Regions from separate parts of the Mus musculus genome. Here region 2 is linked to region 1. The links are chromatin contacts, called in public Hi-C maps. All regions are on one chromosome and are shown on one strand. The core of a region is the stretch at or near the end of the contact, and the rest is flanking DNA. Distances in the headings are between cores, read along the strand shown.

What was found. Hi-C and Micro-C count contacts between places; a contact is called where the count stands out from the background.
Region 2: a contact with region 1 is called in a Hi-C map of cerebral cortex, with 2.5 times the contacts expected there. The contact joins two enhancer-like sites. A contact is called at or near these places in 2 of 484 Hi-C or Micro-C datasets (cerebral cortex and nephron progenitors), 3 of 115 datasets of contacts at active chromatin or transcription factors (embryonic stem cells and neural progenitor cells) and 3 of 9 other capture datasets (adipose tissue, embryonic stem cells and pancreatic islet).

Annotation. Positions count from the first base shown.
Region 1 is chr5:129,383,199-129,388,180 of GRCm38.p6, reverse strand. No RefSeq gene overlaps it. Among named protein-coding and RNA genes, the nearest start is that of Gm34145, 78 kb to the right of the region's middle. Within about 2 kb of position 3,055, at least 9 of the 459 cell types and tissues checked have an H3K27ac peak or open chromatin away from gene starts, as enhancers often do. A contact at or near this core is called in cerebral cortex, where this site is marked.
Region 2 is chr5:129,532,541-129,537,522 of GRCm38.p6, reverse strand. All of the region lies in intron 7 of Sfswap (splicing factor SWAP), which reads right to left. Among named protein-coding and RNA genes, the nearest start is that of Sfswap, 34 kb to the right of the region's middle. Within about 2 kb of position 2,797, at least 69 of the 459 cell types and tissues checked have an H3K27ac peak or open chromatin away from gene starts, as enhancers often do. A contact at or near this core is called in cerebral cortex, where this site is marked.

The DNA.
Region 1 (4,982 bases), core at 1,806-4,305:
CATTGAGGTCAGGGAGGACATTGACCCAGGATTAATGGAGGAAGATTGAGGAGGGCTTCAAGTCCTGGATCCCTCAGATGAGGCTGACAGTCATTGGCTCCCTCCTCTCTCAACCTGGTGCCAGGAAGTCAGGTGCCCCACTGTTAGCCCTAGTAAGAATTTATTACCTTGGCAATTATCAAGCTGCACTGTTGTTTGACTTTATAAGGTTCCCTGACCTGTGGTATGCATTTGGCGGGGGGTTGGGAGTGGTGGTGGTGGGGATGCGGCGGTGGGGTGGGGTGGGGTGGGAAGGCAGCTGTGGCTTTGTATCCTCTGCTGCCTACCTCTCAGAGTGTTCAGATACCCCTGCACAGGGCTTTACTCAGGCTGGGCTTGCATGCATACCCTTTAGTTAGGGTGAACCAGGGGTATGTAGGACCCTTGGAAACTGGGAAGGGGTTCTTCTGAGGGTAAAGTTTCATTAGCCAGAGTTTTAAGTACTGGGAAATAACTCCTTTGGATGGAGAGGCATTCCAGGAATCCCAGTTACTTGCTGGGTGGGTTCTTATTTGGGAAAAGAGGAAATTGAATTTGCCGGTCTGCTAAGGACTACTCGACCTTCCCCAGGTTGAGGGTGTGGGGTTCAGGCTCCCCGGACAAGGTCAGAGAAGGGGAAGTCCTGCTGAAGGGTGTCTGCCATTGTATGCCAAGCTCAGAGAAGCTATGACCCAAAGTCAAAGTAGACTTTGATCCTAATTCACAGGGTTTCCCCACATGACCACCCACCCACCCCCCAACCTCTGGGTATGCAAATGGAAGATCTTCCAACACCCCTGTCTTGGCCAATTGCACACAACCACATAAACCTTGCCCCAGGGATCCTGGCCACCTCCCCAGGGCCATAAATACTCCTTTCTCTCCCAACCCAACCCAACCCAACCCGTTAAACTGAACCAGTTTTCCAAAGCCCCCCCTCTTTCCTTTCTCTCTCTCTCTCTCTCTCTCTCTCTCTCTCTCTCTCTCTCTCTCTCTCTCCTCCCCACCCCCGTGTGTGTGTGTGTGTGTGTGTGTGTGTGTGTGTTCTTTATCTACGCACTGCCGACCAAGGCCTTACTTTGTATCCATCCTCCCTGGCCAAGCTTAAAGCCCCAGGGTATAGGAAGAGTCTGGGGAATGGTGCCTGATACCCTCATAAGCCTCATAAGGAGAGCCCTTTTCCCTCCCTGGGATGACAGCATTTAGAGGAGATTTAATCAGGAGAGAAGAATGGGCCTAAGAGAGTCTCTCCAGGGAGTTGGACTCTCAGTGCCCCCTGCTGGCAGCTCAGCAGCTCTGTAGTAATTGGCTAGGCGGCTCCTAGCCTGTTGGCGGCTATGGACGCAGCCACACTAGGGCCCTGCGGCTCGCTCTCTCTCTCTCTCTCTCTCTCTCTCTCTCTCTCTCTCTCTCTCTCTCTCCTCCCCACCCCCGTGTGTGTGTGTGTGTGTGTGTGTGTGTGTGTGTTCTTTATCTACGCACTGCCGACCAAGGCCTTACTTTGTATCCATCCTCCCTGGCCAAGCTTAAAGCCCCAGGGTATAGGAAGAGTCTGGGGAATGGTGCCTGATACCCTCATAAGCCTCATAAGGAGAGCCCTTTTCCCTCCCTGGGATGACAGCATTTAGAGGAGATTTAATCAGGAGAGAAGAATGGGCCTAAGAGAGTCTCTCCAGGGAGTTGGACTCTCAGTGCCCCCTGCTGGCAGCTCAGCAGCTCTGTAGTAATTGGCTAGGCGGCTCCTAGCCTGTTGGCGGCTATGGACGCAGCCACACTAGGGCCCTGCGGCTCGCTCTCTCTCTCTCTCTCTCTCTCTCTCTCTCTCTCTCTCTCTCTCTCTCTCTCTCTGCCTGCTTTCATGGGTCTCCCATGGATCCCCATGACAATCCTAATGGAACGGCCATTGTTTTCTCTCTCCCTGTGTACTTTAGACAGACACTGGCCAGGCCCCTTCCTCATGAGCTGGGGTCTGGGGTCCACAGAGTCTTTCTTGTCATCTGGCCCTTGTCAGGAGATTGACTTGGCCTTTGCCAGGGTATAGGCCACAGCTGCTGTGGCTGGTGCCTAAACTGGGAGGAGACGGGGGCAGGCCAGGTGGGATGGTGGCTTTTCTGTCCCATACTGGTGGAATGTTGATATAAAGGCTGGGGCTTCAACAGCCCTGGGGGAACTCTGGGGGAAGTTAAACACAGAGGGCACACTAGAAACAGGACAGACCAGGCTGGAACCTTAAACTTATAGCATTCCCAAAGACCCCATGGCACTGGTTCTGCCTAGTGGCAGATATTGATCTGGACCTCTGCCGTTCTGAAGGATGTAGGGTAGGGATGCCATGGTGCAGAGCCCTGATCACTGGGCAGCAGGGCTCAGAGTTCCCCTGCCTTGAGCCCAGCCAGATGTTCCTAGTGAGGATATCCATCCAGCCCCTGCCATCAAGGCCACTGACACAGAAGGAAGCACAGGAAAAGTCAGGGACTATGATGGTTTGTATATGCATGGCCCAGGGAGTGGCACTGTTGGGAGGTGTGGCCTTGTGGGTGTGGGCTTTAAGACCCTCATCCTGCCTGCCTGGAAGGATTCTGCTAGCAGCTTCAGATGAAGATATAAAACTCTCAGCTCCTCCTGCACCATGCCTGCCTGGATGGTGTCATGTTTCCACCTTGATGATAAAGGACTGAACCTCTGAACCTGTAAGCCAGCCCCAATTAAATGTTGTCCTTTTTAAGAGTTGCCTTGGTCATGGTGTCCGTTCACAGCAGTAAAACCCTAACTAAGACAGGGACTTTGGCAGATGGTGTTCTGGGTGAAGCTACTGCACACTCTTCAGCCTCCAGGGACAGTTGAGCTATGGACCATCCCTGGCTGCCTGAGAGCTTCTTCCCAGGGAACATCTACCTAATGAGATGGACAGCTGGATAGCAGGAGGTGCTGGCAGAGGGGGACATCTGCCTTGAGATGATGCTATCTATTTCTCCCGAAGCTTAGCTAACATCTATGGAAACTGGAGGCGTCAGGAGGAGACTTGGCTGCGTGTATGGATTACAGATGCTGCTCAGCTCTCTCCTGGGCGGCATCTTCTGACTCAGCCCAGGCTACCGCACACTGCAACAGTGGCCCGGAAGTGCAGGCAACTTGTGGGCGAGAGTGATCTCCGTGGAGTCCCCAGTCAACAACTGTCATGCAGAGACCTGGTGGCCTTCGGTTACACATTTTTTCCCCTTAGACTGGGTCTCTCTGTGTAGCTCTGGCTGTTCTGGAACTCGCTCTGTAGACCAGGCTGGCCTCGAACTCAGAGATCTGCCTGCCTCTGCCTCCCAAGTGCTGGGATGAAAGATGTGCACCACCATGGCCTGACTTACACCTGGCTTTTTTTTTTTAATTAAAAAAGCAGCCACAAACCTGTAAGATTTGTTTCTTTAATTAGCTTCCAGTGTTTAAGAGCCATGGCTCTACTCAGGCCTAACTTTAGATATCTGGTTCTGATTTTTTTTTCCTGATCTGTCTATATTTCCCCAGTATGCAGCTTCAGTCATTTCAAAGGTATCTGTTGGTTTTTTTTTTTTGAAAATAACTTCTTACTGCAAAATATATTTATGTAAAAGAAAATTTGTCTTTATATTTGCTGTAGAAAAAACTAGACTTTAACCAAAAAAAGGGGGGGGGGGACTGAATCTATATAACACCCGAGGGAGGAAAAACCACCACATTTCTGTCAGTCAGTCAGTCAGTCAGCAAGAACCCCTAAGCATGGTTGGGTGCAGGGACATTAGGTGACAGCTCTGGGTGTGCCTAATGCTTGCTACTCTTCAAATGGCGATAATCATCTCCATGACAACTCATTGTTGATGAGTCATATCATTCAGTGATATGACTTAATTACTAATTAATTAATTAATTGTGTTTCATCTGTATGTAAGTCTATGCTCTACATGATTTCCCTGGTGCTTGCAGAGGCCAGAAGATGTCGGAGCCCCTGGACCTGGGGTTACAGGCTGTTGTGAAGGGCCACATGGTTGCTAGGTATCAAACCCCGGTCCTCCCCATGAACAGCCAGAGCTCCTAACTGCTGAGACATCTCTAGCCCCAAAGCCCTGTCTTTAGGGCACGCTTTCTTTATGTTGTGAACTTGACAGATGAGTCTGTTTTGTCCAACTTGAATTTTCTTTTTCTTTCTTCTTCCTTCCTTTTTTCTTTCCTTTCTATCTTTTTTTCTTTTTAAGGTTTACTTTTAAGAGTACAGACAGGGCTGGTGAGATGGCTCAGTGGGTAAGAGCACCCGACTGCTCTTCCAAAGGTCCGGAGTTCAAATCCCAGCAACCACATGGTGGCTCACAACCATCTGTAGCAAGATCTGACGCCCTCTTCTGGAGTGTCTGAAGACAGCTACAGTGTACTTACATATAATAAATAAATAAATCTTAAAAAAAAAAAAAGAATAGGCAAGAATAATAAAAAAAAAAAAAGAGTACAGACAGGGTTTCTCTGTGTAGCCTTGGCTGTCCTGGAACTCACTCTGTAGACCCAGGCTGCCCTTTGAACTCAGAGATCTGCCTGCCTCTGCCTCCCAAGAGCTGGGATTAAAGGTGTGCACCACCCACTGGACTACATCCAAGGTGAAGTTCAGCTGTCTGGCCACCCAGGGGCCACTTTTTTTTTTTTTTTTTAACCAGGGAAAAAGGTGCCAGAGACTGTAGCTGACTTCCAGAGGTGGGCAGAATGGCTGGTCCAAGACAGGCAGTCATTACTGACTGTTCCTAGGGCTGAAGTGCCGTGTGTAGAGACACCTTTCACCCTACAGCCATTAAGGACTCAGGTAATCCATATTCTGATAGCTGACTAGTGTGGAGTCCTGGAAGCTGGGTACACTTAACACTTGTAAATGGCGACAAACTCCAATAAGACTTTTCTGGGCATGCAGGCCACTTTGAACACACCATGAAACAGCAAATGAGCTGTCATGAGCA
Region 2 (4,982 bases), core at 1,548-4,047, 150 kb before region 1:
CCTGCTGTAGGCCTGATACTGCCCCCAAAGCGGCACATCGCAGAACCAGTGGCAAGTTCTTGTCAGCTCCTGATGCACTCAGTGAGTATAGCTTAGCTGTTCTGTTCTTCATAACCCAGCACTGAAATACTGCACAGTGACTACAGTTCACACTAGCCCAGTCCCGGCTAAGAGTCTCCATGGGTACACACTCTGTGGCAGTGGAGTCTATAGCACAAGCATCTATAGCCTTATCATCAGCTGAGCCCAAGGCACAAGTTCCCAAGCACTTATTAGTTCTAACATCACACACCAAGAAGAAAAGTGGATCTGTCTGTCTGTCTGTCTGTCTGTCTCTCACACACACAAAATCATATACATGAAAATGCCCCACACTCACAGGCTTTCTGATTTTATAATATAAACTATAAATATACTATTTGACATTTTATAATCTTACTTTAAAGCTTTATGGTAGAAATCTTTCATAAAACTTAAGTATTTTTATAATATCTTTGCAAAAACTTGAAGATGGCTTCAATTTTGCAAGATGAAAGAGGCGCCAGAGATCAGTCAAGTAACAATGTAGATGTACTTAATACTACTGGGCTGTCTATTCAAACACAGTTCACAACATTATCCAAAAAGTCACACTTAGAATACTGCAAGTCATGTGGCTAAATAAGATGCTATTACAAGAAAAAGAGGGAGTTGCTAGAGAGTCAGCTCCGTGGATGAGAGTACATATTGCTCTCACAGAGGTTCCAAGTTTGGTTCCTAGCACCCACACTGGCTGGCTTATAACCATATATAACTCCAGTTCTAGGGGATCCAACTCCCTCTTCTGGCCTCCATAGGCACTGCACACATACACGCAGATAAACACTCATGTATATAAAAGAAACCCACAACAACAACAAACAACAGCAAACTTTTAAAAAGTGGCACCTACTACAGAAGATCTGGGTAGTATAGCCCTGCAATGCAGGTACCTGGTTCAGGGCTGCCTGTGATCTTTGATGCTAGGCTGCCATCCTCAGGACAAGCCAGAGGCCTTGCTACCTTCAAATGATACACAGAACTTCCCAAGGGTACTGCTTATTTCTCCATCTCGACATGGGGCCTTGCTCTGTTCCCAGAATGGCCTCTAAACTTTGGTCTCTAGTGAGCACCCTTCCTCAGTTTACTGAGGAGACAGGAGTACAGGAACAAAGCACCATGACTGACCAGGTCTGGGTTTTTAAGTGAGTGAAAATAGGTGATAGTATGCTAATAAATGTATTTCTTTGAGTACTGCAAAAATCCACACCAAACGAGGCAACAGAGAAAGTGCCCCAGGTTCCCAGGCCATCTAGGCAGTAACATGGAAGGAAGGGTGAGCTGCTAGCGTGGAGGCACACCTGGAAGCACTTTTCCAGCTATTCACAAGCTTACATGTGCAATAACCCAGAGCAAGGCTGGTGCCATCTGCCTAACCACCCAGGGCCCTATGCTTGCTAGGCAGCTACTCCACCAACAGAGCTACACTCCAGCCCTATCTAATCATCTTCCAGAGCCTTCAGCTCTTGAGCAGGTATGTGCTGAGGATCCTGAAACTTTCCTAAGACACAACTACGACATTAAAGGAGACATGTTTAAAAAACTCACAGGTCACAAGCTGAGAGCTTCTGAGAGTCAGCAGTGAGCCACCTTCCTGGCCGTCCCTGGTGCTGCACCCTGAAGGAAGATGCAGGGCCACTGACTCTGCTCTGAGGCTATGTACCATTCAGGCAACGCCCTCAGTCCCTCCTGTACCATTCATGCCATGTCCTTCCACCTCCTTCCCACCTCTAGCTGGCTGACAGGCACCCCTCAGCCTTTCCCAAGGCTAAAGGCTTGCATTCTATTCCCGTCTCCAGTCCTGGGCTACATCTAAGAACTCTTCACTCGGCACTCTTAACTGGAGAGGTCACTCATGTTCCAAACCAACTGTGTCCAGAACTGCATTGGGCTTTCATCTACACCCTTTCTGTCCTACAGCTCTGGTCTAGGAAATGTCATGCCTCCAGTCAGATTTCCTGGGCCTCTTGGCTCAGCAAGCTTCTGTCTGGGAGGTGTTCCCACAAGCTCCTTCTTCCTCCTCTTCTGGGGCCTCTGTGAGAATCATCCCAGCTCATGCCAGCTTTCTCTAAGTCTTTGGTCAATCCCTTCCTAGGATTCTTGGTTGGAAACCCCTGTATAGCCACTGTGCTGTGGGAACATCTGCCATTGTAAACAGCACTGAGCCCTGCATGGCTATTTATTACACACAAATACTCATAAAGGCTTAACTTGCAAAGCAGTCACAGGAAGAGTGACCACAGAAATGATTAATGGAGTTAAACTACTACAGTAATAGAAGTTAGGCGAGCAGGCTATTCACCCAACATCCTGCTGTGCTGTGCACACCCGTCTTGGTATAATTTAAGATGAAACAGTGTATTTGTGATGGTACTAGGTGGCCTGGGCACAAGGATATAGCAGTGGCAGATGACTTTAAAAGGGTCTTTTGAATGTAAACCCCTAGCCACAACACATGAGGACAATTCCTAAGTGACTAGTGGAAGGGAGACTAGCCTACAGGCTGGGTCAGCTGGACGAAGGGGACAATTCCGGTCCCGGTGGGAAGGTCTGTGACTGTTCAAGATCTTATCATATAACTCATTATAGCAGTGCACAATTTTAAAATTTTGAGTTGCTTTATTTCTGGAATTTTCCATTGAACATCCTCAGACTGGATCCCACGGAAAGCAAAACTGCAGATGCAGAGCCTGCTGCCTCTTCCCTGTTTCCCATCTGTTTTGTTCTCTAGCATGCCAGTGCCAAATGGAAAGGCTGTGCAAGCATTCCTGACATAGCACTGGCATGGACACACTGTTCCATGAATGCTCCAGTTGTACAGGAGAGAACAGGCAGTATCAGCCGAGGGCAAGGGCTGGGAAGTTATAGCACAGAGCACTCCAGACTGGAGGGAAAAACACATCTACATCATACTAGGTCCTTCCCACTATCTATCTAAGGGTTGAAATAAAAAAATGTATCTTCCAGCATAGTCTCTTGTAACAAGTTGTAACAAGGATGTGCCCCAGCAAACAAATGAGAACCCCAAAGAGACAAACACAGGAGCTAGTACAGTCGGGCGATGGAGAAGCCACAGGAAAGCCTAAGGCTGGAGGCTGACAACACAGCCCCAGACTAGAGTAGCAGACTGGGAAAACAGCTGCCAGCAGCTAACACACAGGTGTACAGTGACGGATGGACCAGCTTCTGTCTTTGGCTTCAGCAGCAGCCACCCAGGCTTCGAAAGATGGCATTATTAGAACTTAAGATGATTCATCTTGACTGGTAGGCCTGTAAGGGTATTTTCAGGAAGGATTAACTGAGGGGAGAGGACCCTCCCTCAGAGTAGGTGGCACCTTTCTGCAGCAAATCAAACAGGAAGAGGCGGTCCAAAAGAAGAGGCACTGCTGCCCGGTCCACCTCTGCTTTTTGCTTGTAAGTGCACCCAGTTCTCCTATTACTGCTGCCATCCATCATCTGACTCAGCCTCTTCGGCCTTGCCCCAGGGGGAGAAGACCAATGACTCCCCAGTACTCCCCTAGGCTTTCAGTGGGGACTCCAGCAGCCTTATGAACTGTGCACCTATATTTGGTTCTCAGCCTTCAGTGGGTAGATGGCTATTATGACACTACCCAGACCAGTCTGTGCCAGTCCTGTGAATCATCTTGTAACATACACACTCTATTCTTTTGTCAAGAGAACCATGCCTAATACAGACTGTGGTACCAGGAATGGGTCCAAAATAACAGCAACAATCCCTGAAACAATCCAGCTGCTGTGCCACTTGGAACACATGGTCTAGCAAACCTGATGGCACTGCTGCGTTGTCAGTGCTACATGGGGTAATGGTTGGGTCCTTTGAGGACCGCACAGGGGAATCACAGTGGAGGCCTTTGGAACTTTGGAACAAGGCCTTGCTCTCACCCACAGACAATGATTTTGAGAGAGAGCTCTTGGCCTGCTATGGGGACTTAGTGGAAACCTGAGAATCTGACAATGGGCTATTACCACATGACTTGAATTGCCCATCATAGGCTAGGCATTACCTACTAAGCCATAAAGTTGGACATGCAAAGCAGCAAAGCGACATCAATCGGAAGTGATAATATTTATGTAACTGAGCCCAAGTAGGTCATAGATGAAGTTACCCAAATGCCTATGGTTCCAACTACTCCAACAATGCCTTCTGTCTCCATGAACTCACTGCGTCAGGAGGCATGTTCTGTGACTGGACGACTAAAGAGAACAAAAGTGAGGCCTGATTTATGAATAGTGCTACCCTATGTAGAGTCCATTCCCCAGAAGAGGATAGCTAACTGTAGTATTACAGCACCTTTCTGGGACAACCCTGAAGGAAAATCCTGTGGTAGGCACAACTTTGGGCAGGGCAGAGTTGTATATTTTTAGTATTATTTTTATTCTCTTTATGCATGCATGCATGTTATTGGTGTGCACTGAGGTCAAAGGACAACCTGTGGGAGATAGTTCTCTCATTCTACTATATTGGTCCTGGGAATTGAACTCAGGTTGTCAGGCTTGGTGGCAAGCAAGCACCTTTAACTCAATAAGCCATCTTGCTGGCCATATACATTTCATTTGGACAGATGTACAATTTATACACTGACACAAAGGGCATGCCCAGTAGTTTGGATGAACAGCTGCAGACTTGGAAAGAACATGATTGGAAAATTGGTAAGATAGACATTTGGGGAAGAGGAATATAAACAGATCTCTTCAAATGAAGTGAAGATACTTGTGTCCTGTGTAAATGCTCATCAAATGGTGACATCAGCAAAGGAGAATGTCAACAAGCAAGCAGGATGGCTTGCTTTGTAGACAGAAGTCAACTTTTCCTGGAAGGCCATTCCTGTCATTACCCAATGGACCCATGAACAAAGGAGTCACAATGGCGAGGCGAGGATGAT